Linked DNA regions of Mus musculus: region 1 is linked to region 2. The links are chromatin contacts, called in public HiChIP or PLAC-seq maps. All regions are on one chromosome and are shown on one strand. The core of a region is the stretch at or near the end of the contact, and the rest is flanking DNA. Distances in the headings are between cores, read along the strand shown.

Region 1 (2,700 bases), core at 112-2,611, 520 kb before region 2:
GTTCTCCACCATATTAGGGTGTGTGGGGCGCCCGATGCCCACCAGCAGCCTTGGCATTGCCTGTAGGGTCCCAGGGGAATGAGGATGCATTGGTGAGATACAATGTCAATGCTAGCCACCCCCACCCAGGGCAGGGCAGAAGGGTAGACTCACATTGGAGTTCAGACAGCTAATGCAGGAACGGACTCCATTATGGCCCCTTGAGGGGATATGAAGAGCAGTTAGTACTTTCTGAGGCAGTGCCCTTCCTCCATTCCCTTGCCCAGGCCTTCTTCAGAGCAGCCCAGCCTATCGAGATAGATAGTCTCAACAATCTTACTCCACTCCAACAGAGGCCAGCATCCCTACCCAAACCTACGCACATAAGAGCCTCACCTTGCGCTGCCCCCCAGCTTCAGAGCCAGCTTTCCCAACGGCTTGTCCAGTTCATCATGGACCAGATAGATCTCCTCCGCAGTCAGCCCAAACAGCTCCGCTTGGCACAGGGAAACAACACTCTAGTTACTGCATATCTGCTCAGAGGGGTCACAACAACCCCCATATGTAAACAGGCTTCCCCAAGCCTTCACTGTAGTAATTGGGGCTCACCAGGCACTTGTCACAATTGAACCCTCTCTCTGGTCCCTGTGCCCTCTTATCCATGAAACCTACAACTCACCAGCTCGGGCTACGCTGCGCCCGTTGACGTTCATGAGGCGCCGCGGCCGGAGCAGTACCAGCTGAGCATCCCCGAGCGGGGCCAGGGCGAGGTCAGCAGCACAGCGCGAGTCACGAGTCCAATTCTCCGCCACTCCCAGTCGCCTTGCTATTTGCCCCAGCACCGCCATGCCCACACTGTGCCGGGTGCCGGGCATTCCGTGGTTCCCCAGGCCAGCCACCTGTAGGCAACACTCACTCAGGACCCAAAACATTGACCAGGAAACAGAAGCGACAGTATTGGGAAGGAGCACTTAAGGGTCTGGGAACTCCTGGAGGCCCCACCAGCCAGAGGATGCCGCTCCCTGGTGCAAGAGCAAAACTAAAAGTTTGGAGCCAGTTAGTATTGCGCCTATTTGACTAAGTAGAAAAAGGGACAACTATCCCGAAAAGATGGTTCCGAAGGTAAGGTTGCTGCTAACCCTGACAACCTGGGTTCGATCCCCAGAACCCACATGGTGGAAAGAACCCTCTCCTAAGTTGCCCTCTGACAGCCACAGGGCACATGCATACAACGCATACACTTAAATGTAAGCGTAGCTGCGGAGCCAAGCCCCGCGTCCCTGTGTAGCCACCCACGCCCCACTCACCAGCCACCGCTTCCCGGGGAACCGAGCCTCGGAAACCTGCCGGCTCAAGGCCCAACTCCGCCGCATCCCTGGACTAAAAAGACCGGACTTCAACGTGCCGACTCCCATTCACAGCCAGGACCCCGCCCCTTGACGTCAGGCATCCCTAAGCCAATAGCATCACGACATGTCCAGCGACGCCCAATCCAGGCTGGGTTTGGCGTCCGCCATGTCTCTGCGGGGCGGAAGTGGGTGGATCGCGGGCCCGGGCGAGTGTCTGGGTGCATTCCTCCGCGACGCGTCACCCTGTATGGCTCAGCCTTTGCTCGGCCTTTGCTCGAGGGCTGGTACCTCGTTAAGTTTCTACCCTGGCCCGCGTCGGCGTGCACTGCCCATAGGTTCTTTCCTTGACTTAGGCCTTGGCTTGCCTTGCTGAGTTTCTAGTGACTCTCGGAGGCGGGGCCAAGTGGGCGGGGCCTATGGACATCGTGGACCTGGTGCCTAGCAACAACGGAGCTAGGGAACCTCAGAGTATGCTTAGCCCAGAAGTTAGCCTAGAAACCTGGCCATGACAGACAGAAGCAAGGTGAGGGCTGAGAAGGGGAAAGCTGAGGCAGAGGTCGGGGCCGCAAGAAGGGCTTGAGGAAGAGCCAGTCAAGCCCTTCAGGGGAACTGGGAGAGGTCAGAGGTCATCATTTGTAGTGTGGTAGGGGAGAAGGGTGACTGGCCTCCCAGTCCTAAGGGAGAGAGAGGGCAGAGAGATTTTTTGGGGGGGTTGTTGTTGTTTTAACGTTTTGGGGTTTTGTTTGTTTGTTTTATAGACTCAGAGAACTCCATCTGCCTCTAGCTCTAGAACGGGGTTATTAAAGGTATGCACTACCGTGCCCAGCCCAAGTGGAGAGATTTTGAGGAGTGAAACACAGAACTTGAGGACTGATGAGACATAGGTTCCCCGATTCTGGTGACTATGGGAAGGGTGATCACACAGAGGTGAGAAGCCCTGGGAAGAAGTCAGGTGAAGTGCTTGCTCAATGTGACCTGACGAGTGTGAGAATCCCAGGGCGGGAGTCACAAGGAACCTTGTGCAGCAGGGTCTGAAAACGATGAGCAGCTAGAGCACAAGGTGAGAGCAGACAAAGCCCAAGAGGAGAGCAGAGGGTGCAGTGGTTCCTTGACCTTGACCACAGGACAGGGAGAGAGGCAGGGCTAGAGAAATGTTGGAGCCCTGGGGGACTGTTGAACCCCAGACTAGGTGTGCCTTCTACCAGGAGGCCTCTTCACACCTCTTCCAGTAGGCAAAGCTCCTGGGGGAAGTGTTCCTGAGGCCTTCTGAGCTTACTGCCCCTGGCTTGGTTCCAGGAGCCTCACAGTGCCCGTTCCCAGAAAACTCCAAAGCTAAAGGTTCCTGAAGCCCCAGAGAAGATCCTGCGACGCA
Region 2 (2,700 bases), core at 42-2,541:
TGGCCACTCCATGGTTGTCTTAAGGCCTCAACCAAGTGCTTCAAGTCTGTGCTGACATAAAAGCAGTTGGGCTGGTGGACTGGCAGCACCTCTGCTCGAGGCAGGCAGCAAGACTGGAGAGTCCAGCAGCGTCCAGGTAAGTGCTCCACCCCATTTCTCAACCCCCTAAGTATTCATAGCAAATGAACGTCAGGAGCAATCAATGCTCACAGGAAGAATTGAAGACCAGGCATGATGGCGCACGCCTTTATTCTTAGTACTCAGGAGGCAGAAGCAGGAGGTCTCTCACTGTGAGTTCAGAGCCATTCGTATCTCCTTTGCAAGTTCTAGGCCAGCTTGGGCTACGCAATGAGACATTTGTCATAAAGAAAGCAAAACAACAACAACAACAACAACAGAATTTAAAAGCCAGGTTGTTGGAGTTGGAGTGAGAGTTGGAGTGACTGCTCTTCCAGAAGCCTAGTTTCAATTCCCAGTACCTACTGGTAGCTTTTAACTGTTAGAAAGTTCACTACCAGAGGGAACCGACTCCCTCTTCTGGTCGCTGTGGGAACTCCAAGCATGTGGTACAAAAACACGGGCACGTAAAACAGCCATACATATAAAGTAAAGTGGAAAAAAAAAAAAGTGTACTGCTCTTGCATAGGACCAGAGTTCAGTTCCCAGCATTTAAAATGGGCAGCTCACAACTGCCTGTAACTACAGCCTTATGGGGATCTGACACTCCCCAGGCACTTCAGTCATGTGCACAGACCCATAACACACACACAAGCACATATAAATAAAATTATTATAAATATTTCCTTTTTTTAAAAAGCCAGGCATGGTGGTACATGCTTGTTACTCCCACCCTCAGAAGGCTGAGGCAGGAGAATGTTTGGGGCCAGCCTGGGCTTCAGAGTACCAGACAGCAAGGGCTATGCGGTAAGAATCTGTCTAAAAATCAAGAGATTTTAACAGATTCATAGATACTTAAATAATGCGCCAGGGAGAGGGAGGTCTTCCTAAGTGTCTCAGGATGACACGTTCTCACGTGGCAGGAGGCACTGATGGGGTTAAGCATAAGGCAGGGACGGTCCTAACCCTGTGGGTGACAGGATCTCGGCTGTGCTAGGGAAATAGGGGTCAGTGGGCTGGAGACCTTGGTCTAGTCCAGCACTTGAGTGTGCGTCTCGTCGGGAGGTGGAGCCCCATCCAGGCCCCGCCTCCAGGTAAAGGGGTCATTCTGGAGTCACTGAGGCTCTTCAGGGACACGGCCTTGAGTGCCGCGCCTCATGCGCGCATGCGCTCATGTCCCCGGAAGCGATGCGCACAGCATCCGTCACTACGTCCAGGCGGGAGCGGGCAGAGTCGGTGAATGTATGTCCGTCGCTCCGGATATGGCTTCGGCGGGAGGCGGCGGCTCGGAGAGCGCCGCGCCCGAGGCCGATCGTCCCCAGCCGCGGCCGTTCCTCATCGGCGTGAGCGGCGGCACCGCTAGTGGCAAGGTGAGCGCCCTGCGCCTGGGCCTCGCGGAGGGATTGCCAGGCCGCTGGTTGGGGCGCCATTGCCTCTGGCCCAACCGCGGCACCTGTTGCTAGCAGCTAAGGGGGTCGTCCCCAGGGGCTGGCGGGTCACTCAGTGCACAAGCTCACTTTTGGCACCTTCTGTCCCCAGTCAACAGTGTGTGAGAAGATCATGGAGCTGCTGGGACAGAACGAAGTGGACCGCCGGCAGCGCAAGTTGGTCATCCTGAGCCAGGACTGCTTCTACAAGGTTCTGACGGCCGAGCAGAAGGCCAAGGCTTTGAAGGGACAGTACAATTTTGACCACCCAGGTACCTGGAGAATGTCTGCCTGGAGAGCTGGGGGTAGAGGATAAACTGCTGTGAGATATGGGCTCTACAGAGATTGCAGACTGCCAGACAGATACAGAGATGTGTATGGATGCAGACTGCTGGACCAGGGCTGTAGGAGATGTTTGTTGGATGCAGACTGCCACCGAGGCTGTCCAGGGATGTGTACATAGGATGCAAAGTGCCAGACTGAGGCTGTCCAGAGAGAACTGCTGGACACCAACTGCCAAGGGGGGCGGGGATTGAATGCAGCAGCAATGGGGCTCCGTGAAACATTACCCTCATTTCCCTTGGTAGTGGGCCCACAGAAAGGTAGGGTTTGCTGAATTCCATGAGCCTGGAGTGACTCAAGATTTTTGCTAGAGCCACTTAGGAAGGAGGAGCCAGGAGATGTTGAGGATCGCTTCTTGATGTGTTGAAATCTCTGCCTGGCACCTTGTTGCTGAGGAGCCCTTTGTACACCCTACCTACCGCCTGCCTGACCTTTGGATTCCCCAAGCTGTCTCGGGGCAGTCAGTCTTCAGGGAGGCCAGTTGTAGAAACAGAGGTTAATCTGGGGCTCAGGCCTTGGAGCTTCCTGGCCTGGTAGGGGCCTGTGTTCCTGAAGGTTTAAGCTTTCCTAGGGACTCCTGAAGGTCAGAGAATAGGACTCTTAACTTTGTTTTGCCAGATACAGAGGAGCAGAGGCTCAAATGATCTCTTTCCCCCAGTGTCAGCCAATCAGAAAGTCTTTGTTCCAGTTTCTGGTGGGACAACCTTACCCTTCATCCTGGGGTGTGCTGTGGGGTCCTCAGCACCCCTGGCTCCCAGCTGCGCTGCCCTTGGGCAGAGGTGGTCCTCCTCCTCTGCTGCACCAGAGCAAATGG

What was found. HiChIP or PLAC-seq counts read pairs in DNA pulled down with a chosen protein or histone mark.
Region 1: a FOXA1 HiChIP or PLAC-seq map of pancreatic cancer cells shows a contact between it and region 2. The contact joins the promoter of Ptrh1 here to the promoter of Uck1 in region 2. A contact is called at or near these places in 1 of 115 datasets of contacts at active chromatin or transcription factors (pancreatic cancer cells) and 1 of 9 other capture datasets (adipose tissue).

Annotation. Positions count from the first base shown.
Region 1 is chr2:32,774,482-32,777,181 of GRCm38.p6, reverse strand. Ptrh1 (peptidyl-tRNA hydrolase 1 homolog) reads right to left here and starts at 1,361. Exons shown (of 5, transcript NM_178595.3): 1 at 1,287-1,361; 2 at 659-878; 3 at 376-475; 4 at 154-199; 5 at 1-60. The coding sequence starts at 1,352. Ttc16 (tetratricopeptide repeat domain 16) reads left to right here and starts at 1,549. Exons shown (of 15, transcript NM_177384.3): 1 at 1,549-1,851; 2 at 2,087-2,134; 3 at 2,625-2,700. The coding sequence starts at 1,834.
Region 2 is chr2:32,258,696-32,261,395 of GRCm38.p6, reverse strand. Uck1 (uridine-cytidine kinase 1) reads left to right here and starts at 1,291. Exons shown (of 7, transcript NM_011675.2): 1 at 1,291-1,487; 2 at 1,657-1,816. The coding sequence starts at 1,362.